2 separate regions of the Oryzias latipes genome follow, and region 2 is linked to region 1. The links are chromatin contacts, called in public Hi-C maps. All regions are on one chromosome and are shown on one strand. The core of a region is the stretch at or near the end of the contact, and the rest is flanking DNA. Distances in the headings are between cores, read along the strand shown. Region 1 has its middle 5.8 kb from the start of mrpl19. Region 2 has its middle 23 kb from the start of ppp4r3a.

Evidence for each region. A called contact is a pair of places that touch in the nucleus more often than the background predicts.
Region 2: a contact with region 1 is called in a Hi-C map of embryo, with 3 times the contacts expected there. The contact joins two enhancer-like sites. A contact is called at or near these places in 5 of 5 Hi-C or Micro-C datasets (embryo, fibroblasts and gastrula embryo).

Annotation. Positions count from the first base shown.
Region 1 is chr24:7,058,534-7,063,591 of ASM223467v1, reverse strand. No RefSeq gene overlaps it. Among protein-coding and RNA genes, the nearest start is that of mrpl19, 5.8 kb to the right of the region's middle. Within about 2 kb of position 3,776, at least 1 of the 8 cell types and tissues checked has an H3K27ac peak or open chromatin away from gene starts, as enhancers often do. A contact at or near this core is called in embryo, where this site is marked.
Region 2 is chr24:7,208,142-7,213,722 of ASM223467v1, reverse strand. No RefSeq gene overlaps it. Among protein-coding and RNA genes, the nearest start is that of ppp4r3a, 23 kb to the left of the region's middle. Within about 2 kb of position 3,367, at least 2 of the 8 cell types and tissues checked have an H3K27ac peak or open chromatin away from gene starts, as enhancers often do. A contact at or near this core is called in embryo, where this site is marked.

The DNA of each region.
Region 1 (5,058 bases), core at 2,527-5,026:
TTCAGACACCAGAGAAGGGAGTCACCTCCACAAACATGTTTGTTACCTCACGACATCTTTTATGAGTTTGTTGAACAACTCGCACCCAGGCGTCACAGTAAACCTTGTCTGAGTTTCTTCTAACTCATTGCTTTGTTTCTTGCAATCAAAAGACAAGCAATTACCAAGAAGAGTGTTTTAAAGAGACTGGAAATGAATATGTTTCAGGAAACCTAACATTTTTGGCAGGACACAATCCTCAGCAGTGGGGCTTGGCTGGGAATCAAATGATTGTGTGCCTCAGTTCTCTCTATGAATATCAGGAGCAATTTCAGTAAATTGCCGTTCAGTTGTAGCTTGATAAAATGAACAGAGGCAGTTAGATGAAGTTAGCGATACCCAGTCCCGTGAATGCCTGCTCAGCCTGCAGACTTGGCATCAGATCAAGGTGAATCTGGTGTGAGCGAGGGAATGAAGTAAAGAAAGTGTGTGCGTGCGTTTCCAGCCCTCATTAGAAAACTCCAGTCCTGCGCTCACAGTATGAACACACTCCTCTTTTCCCTTCAGTCTCTGCCTCTCAACTAAATGAGGTTAATAAACTTGAGAGTTTACTACCATCACTAACACCATCCCTCCTCCTTTGCTTTCTCCTTCATCTTTCCCTCCCTACCTCCACCTCTCTCTGCACTTCTGGGCCCGCACTCCTCCACCTCCCCTCTACTCTTAATCCTCCCTCCCTCTTTCATCTCAGCTGAAATGCTTTCTTCCTCTTTTCCTCACCTCTTTTTTATTGTCATTGTTGCAAGGCGAAAGCTCTGGGATTTCCTCCCTCCTTTTCCCAGGACAGAGCAGCAATTACAGCTCAGGAGAGAAGAACACCAGCTGTATGGAGAAAATTAGAGCTGCTGACAAGATCAGCGGAAAGAAAAAGATGAGGGCGCCCCCCAGAGGCAGGGGAGGCAAACTGGAACGACTTTTCAACCAGTTTTTTCAACTCTGTTCAAAACACAAGCATCATTTCAGATCACACTGTTGTTCCGCCGCCAAGTGGAGTAATAGTGACCAAGCAAAAATACAACTCATCATAACCAGCCATGCATTGTGTTTTGACCCGGCCTACCAGTCCAAGGTTTACTGAACACACACTGGCTTTGCAGGATCGAGCAATAAAATGCAAAGAACACATCAAACAGACTTGTGTGTTTTTACCTTGAAGATTGTGTTGAGAGGGACATTGGAAATGTCAGGCATGGTCACAGCCTCAACAGATCAAAACATGTGAAATCAGAGTTAATTTAACTTTCATTTTAATGCTCCTACCTAAAGGCATGTACCAACGGGTAAAGCCTTTTCCATCTGCGTTCATTCTTTATAGTACTATCTGATTATGTAAAATCCAACAGGATTAGCATCAAACAAAAGGTTTAAGAATCAATTTGGGCTCTGATCGGGTCACAGTGTTCAACCCATCACATGACCAAGGGCGACTTGTGTCTGCAGAGCTGCAAACTCCCCCCACAGGTGTTTTTACAGCTCCTACCCAGACTGAAGAACGACACAACAATGCTCTAACTTCACATGAAATCAAACTGCTGCTAAGTCTGCCAAGGACTCTCCAAGGCTCGAGGATAAGGCTGGTGACTCTACTTATTTTACTGGATGTCAACAAATCCCCTAAATGGACCAAAACGAAGACTGGATTACTGTGCCTCTCAGTACTTGTTACCCCCACAGTCTCTCAGTCCCAAAGCCCATACGTTCCAAAGGCCTTATTTAGCTAACTCAATTTAAACAGAAACGCAGAGTCCAAGTGGATATTTATTAAACCTTCCTTTGATTTTAAATTGATCCTGCAGCTAAAAAGCCATGAACGTTTAAAGTGAGTGGTTTTCTTGGAGAAATGCAGATTGGGACTCCTGTTTTCAAGCCTGCAGTTGACTTAAAACAAGTGTGAGAAAGGCAACAGTAAAGAATTTAGTAACAACCAGAAAATACTAAATGCATGAAACTTGTATTGGCTAATTCTTGGATGCTGTCATCAGTCTTTTAGCTGTAAATGTTTTTCTGTTGTGTTTCTTTCTGAAATTGATTGCATCAACAAAGAAGACATAATCCAAATAAAGTAATATGTTTTCAAATAATTTAAAAAAATGAAAAGCAAATAAGCATTTGTTAGATTTTAACAGTCCGGCAAAAGGAAAAAGTGTCATGGACTGGAGTGTTTTCCAATCTTGAATAAAATCTCAATGAAGCAAAATAAGTAACTTTTTTTAGTTACTATGGTTGTGTGTCTTTCTCTCTCACACATAATTCAATATGCATCTTCATAAATGGTCCATGAATTGAATCATAAACATTTTAATTCACCTTGTGGCGATACGATACAGTCCAATATTTTTACCTAAATGGATACAATCTATTTATTTAATATTCATTTGTCATTCAAATCTATATCTGAAAATGTGTTTTAACAGAGAAACGTCTTTCTTTTTCCCTAACTGGCTGCTTTTACAAAATAAAAATGTCTTGATATAAAAAAACAAAAGTCTGAAAAAAACATAGGTTGTGAGCTGAGCTCAGTGAGAAGACATTCTGGCTTTATTGCTAAGCGCCCTGTCCCTGTCCGCCTGCCCCGACCCTCGTTGGTATTTTGACTACTCTGTCAATCCTCTGATGATCTAATGCCTGATATTGACTCCTGCCTGCCTGACCCTGATTTAGCTTTGTGGACATTTAGCTGAGCTAATAAACCTGCTGCATTTGGATCCAGCCGTCTGCCTGTTCTTGTGACAGTTGTGTCAAAAACACTTTGTTTTTGCTGCTTAAAATAAAAAGGGTCAGTAAGAAAAAGTTTTAAATGCCAACGGAATAAGATTGTATCCACTTAGGTAAAAAGAATGGGACTGTATTGTATTTTCGTACTTTTGGTCTTTAAATTATGTTGCTGTCTGCACACACTGCTGCTGTCAGGAGAAAACAAATGCAGCCAATTTAATTCTTTTATGATTTGTTTAGACTAAAAAACAAATCATGATCATCCATCAAGATTTGGATCATGATGATCATATGGATGATCATCATGATCATCCATAAATTATGATACTTCATAGTTCTGATGAAGCGAACGTTTGGATAACTTTTTTTTTTAAATGCACCACTTTGATGTTTTAAACTGAAATGCCCTCTAACCATTGCTGATCATTATTCCAGAGTTTTATAGAGACTTTGATATGTGTGCTTTGCGTCATCTATCAGTTGCTTCCAATGTAACATTTCATAACAGCTGTCACACAGTCAGGTTGTCTGCTTGTGTGTAACAAAGACAGCGAGGGCAGCAGGAGCTCCCATCAGCCCCGTGGGACAGTGGGAGAGGACCAGACGGCCGTGTCATTTCGCTGCAAACATATGGTGAAACTCAAGTGTGTAATTTACCTAGAACTATGGGTGGCCCCTGAGCTGCGCACATACGCAAGCACGCATGCATGTACACACAAGGACAGGGTGTAATTTACCTGGGGCCAATGGGTGGCCCACTATCCCGTTACACTTGTCATACTTGCAGACGGCTCAAACGCGCAGTGAAGCTGATTTCCGCAGACCTGCAGACACAATGCTGGAGATTACAATCAAAAGGCACACAGGACTGAGGTGAACAAGCCGGGATCTGAGTCTGTGGGAGTTGATTCACACCCTGCATCACATCCTTTCCAATTTATCAAACCTGCCCTGTTTCAAAGCTTAAGCTTGCCCTCCTGGGAGAGAGGAGGCTCTGGGAACACCAGCAGAGGGGAGGGAAACAGATCAGAGGAGCGCATCCCTCCCCACATTCCTGCACTGACCTTCACAGTGCTGTGGCACTGTAGCTATCATCAGCCCTCCATGCTTTACTGCTATCAAGACGTGGGATTATACAAACCTGCATGCTCTGTCCCATTTCACAGCAACCGTGAATGGGGCATATCCAGTTTCACATGAGGACTGACAGACCGGCTGCTCCAGACATTTACAGTTGGCCCTGTTTGAGGTGTCTGGCTGTGGTGTAGGCTGATATGATAGCCTGTCTGCAAGTTGCTCAATATGTGTGGTGGGTGTGTGTGTCTGTAAGTGAGGGTGAGCTTGTGTTTGATCTCCTCTTCCAGCCAAGGGGCTTTAACTTCTCTCCAGGTGCAGAAAAGTCAACCTGAGGGCATAGGAGGCACGTACCGAAGAGGCGAAAACCCAGAAAAGCACAGTGGCAGGAAGCGCCCTGCGAGCCGTAACTCAGGCTGCGTAACCGTGCGGCTTAAACGGGTTTACCAGTCCAGTGGTGTTGCCTTGGAATGCCTCTGAAGACCTGGTAATGTGATGTAGGATAAACATTTGTGTTACCGCCTCCTCATGAGAACATCAATCAGTCCAAAACAGAAATACTGAGAGTGAGAAATGAAAAGGTGAAAGGGCCAGCTGGTTCAGTGGGCAGGGTAATGACAATGTGCAGGATGGCCACTTGGAAGCAGATGGAGTTACTTTTCTTTGCTGCAGGTCAGGTCTGACTGAGCAGGGAGTACATTAGCCGGATTAAATCTGCTGCGTACGACACAGCATGGAGGTTCCGACGTGTCTGTTTGACAGGTGCACGAATTCTCCCAGACACTGAAAAGAAAAATCATTAAAAGCAACAGCTTCCCTGTAAAGCTTCACGTGTACACTTCTGTTGTTTTCCTCCATTCCTACTCAAAGGAATCTGTGTGGTCCGTAATGAGCTCAGCAAACATCTGCTACGCCTGCATTAGAGACCCATTTTCTCCGTCTCATCCTGTAATATGGAGAAATTAGAGTGCAGGGACTCTTTCAGTCTGTTTATATACACACACGTTCACAGAGAGCAGACATAACATAAGGAGTCCAAGTGTTTTTATACTACCCAACTGACGCTACAACTTACCATCCCAACGCCACAATTTTCCATCCACAACAGTAAAACACTACCGGGTGTTTCTGCAGTGCGATCTCTGAATGCCAGAGGAACTGCTTCTCTTTTTGAAGATCAGTGTTATGGGCGGCTCCTCTGAGCAGGTTTGTAAAGCAAAGGTCAATCAG
Region 2 (5,581 bases), core at 2,118-4,617, 150 kb before region 1:
CTTACTTTTTAAAATTTAAAATCTATTAATTAGAGAAACAGTTTTTACCCTAATGTCAATCCTCTCATGACTTCACTCTGGTGGAAATGAGGTTATCGGGAGACAATTGCATGATGAAAGGTGTCACTTTGCTATCATTTATCAAGTCTGTGTGGTCTGTTTTTCATAAATGTACTCATTCCTAATGTTGTACCAGCCTTATGTGACATCTATCCACAGGTCCCAATCTTATCAGTGGCCCTGTACACCCTACCCGAATACCTCAACTCACAGCTCGCACTGGAGAGTCAAAGTTCACCTGTTTGGGATTTGACCCCTGCCTGACCCTTCTGATGTGCTTGACCACTGACACAAAAGAGTCCCAGTGGTCAGTGGTCACAGAGGTTATGGGCCATCCGTTAGCCACAGCAGGGGCAGATAGGGGAAAGGTTTTCCATGTCAAGGGTCACGGAGATGCCACATGCTCGGTCGTCTGTCACATGGTTTAGTCTTCTCGGATGACAGTGGAAGGCTTTGAGAACTGAGCCTAGACCCTTTTACAGGCCTCTGTCTATGGATTGACACGATTCATTCAGGATATCACTTGTCTTTGATGAGGGCGGCATGTGACACACAGAAAACCCAAAGAAGACATTTTTTTTGATTGTATTTAACTTTTTTGACAAGAAAGAAGGTTTTTTTTTTAGTTCCCCTGCTAATAGCTTCATGGCTTTTCTTTTTTAATCCTTAAACTTTATTATTACAAATACACGTGGATCTGTTTTTATGGCTCAAACACTCATACAGGCAAAGAAAGATTGCATACAGAATGGAGGTGACCCTGTCCAGACTGCATATAAGGCTCAGTTCCATAGCGAAGCGCCAACTATACTGCTGAGGAGGTGAAATATGAGCCAGCTCACTGTCCTGGATCGATGGATTCACCTCCTCTGCTGTCCCAGTAGTCCGCTCCTTCTCTATCACTGTCACCACTCAACATCTCTCTCCCACTTCCCCCCATCTACTATCTCCAGCTCATATTTACCCAAAAGTTCTTCCTCTTTTCCTCTCGTCTGCAGTTCCTAATGCTGCTAACAGCCAAAAACAGAGAGTGATATAAGGAAAAAGCTTGGATTGTGTGTACAATATTCACATTCGTACAAACAGGGAAAATTCCATTGTTATTTGTCGGTGGTGTTAAGTTAAACTCCAGTACAAAACTCTTTGGGGCATCATCATTTTTGAAAACAACTGTCCAAAAGATCAAATTCTACTTTCTTTTACAAATTGTTCTTCCAAGATTCTTAGAGATCTAGGACAAAATTTATTGTCTCCCTTTATTTCTGTTTTAAAGGCAAAACATCTCAGACGTTAAACCACTCTGAACAGATCAGAACTTCACAACTCATCTTAACAATTATTTAGATAAAAGGAAACATTTACTTGGAGTGTGCCCTACAGCAGAATTTTGCTTCTATTTCACCCAAAAACAGAAATCTTAGGCGTTGATCACTGTATTACAGTCATATCCACAAGTGTTGGGTTGCAACTCAATTATTTATATATTCTTTAATTATTAATCATTGGTTTTCAATCAGAAAGCAAAAGGCATTTTATGTAGTTCTTATTTTAAGTGGTGAAAATATATATAAAGACGCACTCCAATAAGTGTTTTTTTTAATGTTTTTAACATGTTCTTGTGGCATTTTTCTGACGATGGAGAACATATATTACCATTAAATTAAGTTCAAATTTGTATTTCTGGGTATTTCTTTATTCAAGTCCTTTTCAATCTGGAGCAGGCAAAAAAATGCTTGTAGCTGTGACAAACAAACAAAAGAACACAGAGGTTCACAAGCACCCTGCTTCGATCTATTCGGATTAATTCACTTGTAGACGACTAGATCCGTCTCTGTTTTCTTCGTCCGAGCTGATGGCTGAATAGTTTTAATATTGCTCGCCATTTTTGTTGCTCCGGTAATGTTAGGGTGGATGCGGGTGGAGGCGTGAGCGGTTGTAAGGGACATTAAGCAAGAGGTAGAATGTGTAAACAGTTAGATGATGGGAAGTGGGGGCAGGCTTACTCCATGCCAACACTTCCTTCCGCAACTTAGAGGTGAAATTTGGATGAACCCTGCAGAAAACGACACAGGGTTTATTTTATTTTGGCTAAAAAATGTCATAATCATAATTAAAATAAATCAAAAGATGATCAGAGTGGGACTTCAACTAAGAAAAAGTACACCAAATTTTCAATAGCACCTAAAACTTATTCTGTTAATTTATACAATACTTTAATTATAACAAATATATAATTCAAATATTTCCCCCCATGCAGTATTTACTATATTTAGTTTCTCTTGCCTTGTTGCAGTAAAATATATCAACTACATCTATTTGAAAGAGAGCTAAGTTTGATAAATCAAAAACACTCTTCAGGTATAGTGGGTCTTTGTTAGATGACTACCATGCTTGTGATTGTAAAGTTTAAGGTCAGGGTTAAAGGCTAGAAAAGCCTGTTTGAATAGAAATGTGTGTGTAGTGGGGGGATACCCTCCACCACACTCTCTTCATTATCACTTGGGGAACCATTTGGTACCAATGTTTTGAATCCAATATGAGAGTTCCAGCCAGCACAATTTTCCTGTAAACATCTCCCTCTAGGTGAGAGCCATCAATCGGCTTCTGGTAGCGTTCTACCCGGAAACAAGGATCACATCCAGTTAAAACACCCCAGTGTTTGGTTTCCACCACAGAACGCGGTTGGGCGCCAGAGGCGAGAGCCTTTGTGTGAATGTGAGGGAATGAGAGGGAAAGTGAGAACATCTCGTCATCTGAAAGCGGAATCAGGTGAATGGAAATCTTCACATTGCCTAATTTGCTCATTTATTCCCAGAAGCAAAGAAATTCTTGACAGACTTGGTTTTTAAGCGGAATGAACTTTCATCTCTCAGCACTGTAATTGCATTCCAGTGCCCGGTGCAGAGCTGAACGAACACAGGGAGGATGCTTGGTCTCCCCAACACATGTTACTGTGCTTTGTAATGAGTTGAAAACTCCCATCTGTAGCGCGCTCTCTGTTCTCCTTTCTTCTTTGGGTCAAAGAATATAAGCCATTAATCATTACCTGGGCGTGTGACAGCCAGCGCTTGATTGGAGGTTTGATCCTGACTCCTTGACAGCTTTTTCTCTCTGGCTGGTGTGGCTGCAGGGCCAAAGGTGGGGCGGCAGGACCGTGTGGAGGGGACTTGAACGCACATCACAGGAAGCGTAATTGGCCTTGAGTGAGTGCTTACCGGATCGCCAGCGAGCTCCCTGACTGAGCGCTGTGTGTCAGCCTCCCTGGACCCCCTCCAAGCAGCCATGGATATTTTTAATTTACCTCCTACATAAGGCCTGAGGAATGTCCCCCTCCCCACCTACAGATACTATTCTCCAACCCCCTCTCCCTTTCATTCACCCATGCTCTGCTTTCCATTATCTTTATTTGAAATGCAGATCCATATTGACTCATCAGAAACACATGTTAGCAACATACGTGCATGCGTGAAGATTGTGCACGGGAAGCATGCATGCATGGATCCTGCACACAAAACTCCCTTACTCTCAGTCTGAAAGCCGATACCTGGGTTTACTCAGAAATAAAAGGTGGACTCCGGAAATACCTGCACTGAGAGCCAGGATGCATTTTGTTTTATCCGGAGCTGCCAGGTCAGGAGAGTTCAGGCTTTCTTCACAGGCATCCCTTCATTATTGGCCTGGATTGGAACCAAGGGCTGGCTCTGCTTTAGGAACAGCAGATTGACTTAAAATGCAACCTGGTTGGTTGGGGTCCTGCTGGTACAGCAGGTCTAACTTTGATGGCAGCAGTAGGACGTTGTAATAGCTCTACTGATTTTTCTTTTTTGTTTTTATTTTAATGACATACTGTGTAGAGCTTCAAAAGACAACGATGCTGGGATATAATCATTCCCATGTGTCCCCACGTCAAGCTTTCTGTTTCTTGATTCAAATCCAAATATTATCTCTTCCCATCAAATTTAAACAGCTAAAAAACCTGGTTGAAAAGTTGGAAATCAAACCCACTGCATAATAGAGAAATGTCTAGTCCAGGCATTTACATTTAGTAGAAAGCCAGTCTCGTTTTTAATAAGTAGACATGTTTAGCTTGTAAGAATTATGATAATGTGTTTAATCTGACAGTGTGCTGACAGGGCAGCCCTCCACATGGGAAGCTGTGAACATTTTGAGGATCAAAGGTGAGGAAAGGCTTACTTTTCTACACAATCCCACCATCAAGGTTGCAGGGAGGTGAGCCTCAGCAGGGTTCACTGCTAAGGTCCACATCCATGTCTGTGTGTTTCTGTGTGTGCGCATGTTGCTCTGTCTTTATGAATGTCCACCTGATGAGAAGCTGTTTCCGCTGTCACGGTAAATTCCTCTGCAGCTCTCACAGCGCCGGCAGCGAAGTTATCTTTGGGGTGGTCGCACTCAAGACGCGCCCTGTTCCTTGACTCTTCAGGTCGCCCCCTGCCATTCCTGTCTGAAATAAAGACCTTCTGTGTTTTTGTGCCACAGACATGGGAATGATATACTTTGGCCAAGAGGCTTGAGTTTCTCCCACTATCACAGACAAAGATCGTAACCCAGGCTCAGGGACACATTTGCACTTTAAAAATGTGGCTTTTTCAGCTTGACTGCCAATATAAATTTCTTTTGCAGGTAATTTTGAGAGTCTAACGTCTTTGTTTTAGTCTTACACAAGTTTTCAATTCAGGTGGTTTAAGACTATGTTTTAAAGGATGTTTGTGGTCAATTGATGCTTGGTTTTTGCTTTCCACATCTTTTATTCATTTCCATTCATTTTTAGAAACAACAAAATACTCTTTTTTTTCAGAGGGAAGAATTTATTCACAGGATGTCATCAAGGTGCCTTTGAATGAAACACTTAACCACCAGCCGTTCTGGGTTGCTCAGTGGCCCATAAATTAAGCCCGCCGCTGCAGGACAAGTCCCAGTTATTGGCGCATTTAAAATCTAAAAAAAAACAACTCTTTTTCTGGCTTCCCTGACGTGGTTACAGGATTAGCTTGTCATGTAATTTCTGCGTGAAGCTCCATGAGTGCTAGCTTTCGCTGGAAGTGAGCGTTGCATTCTAGAGGTATTGTGTATTACGATAGGGACTGATACTGATCTCCAGTCAATTAGGATTGAAGAAGCAGATAAGTGGTTCTCTTGTATTGTCACAACCTTCATTAACCTAATTATATCAGGTGGTGGAGCCACTGACTCTTTATATGTGTATTTGATTGTTTTTGTGAGCTGGGCTGTGGAGGGGATTGTGTATGTAATGAAGAGGGGGAGGTAGTGCATTGTGTGTATAGTTAATTAAAATGTGTTCATGCTGATTTTTGCATCTGCATTTGTAACAAAGCAGGAGAGTGAAACAAGGGAGGGATAAACCAGTTTCCCCATGTATGCATTCTTTGTCTTGAACCCTGTCTTCTGCGTCTCCCTCATATTTTCTGCACTTCCTTTTGTCCTCCCACTCTCAGCCCTCATCCGTCTCCCCCTCATTGCTTGTCTTTTTTTCCCCCCGGTT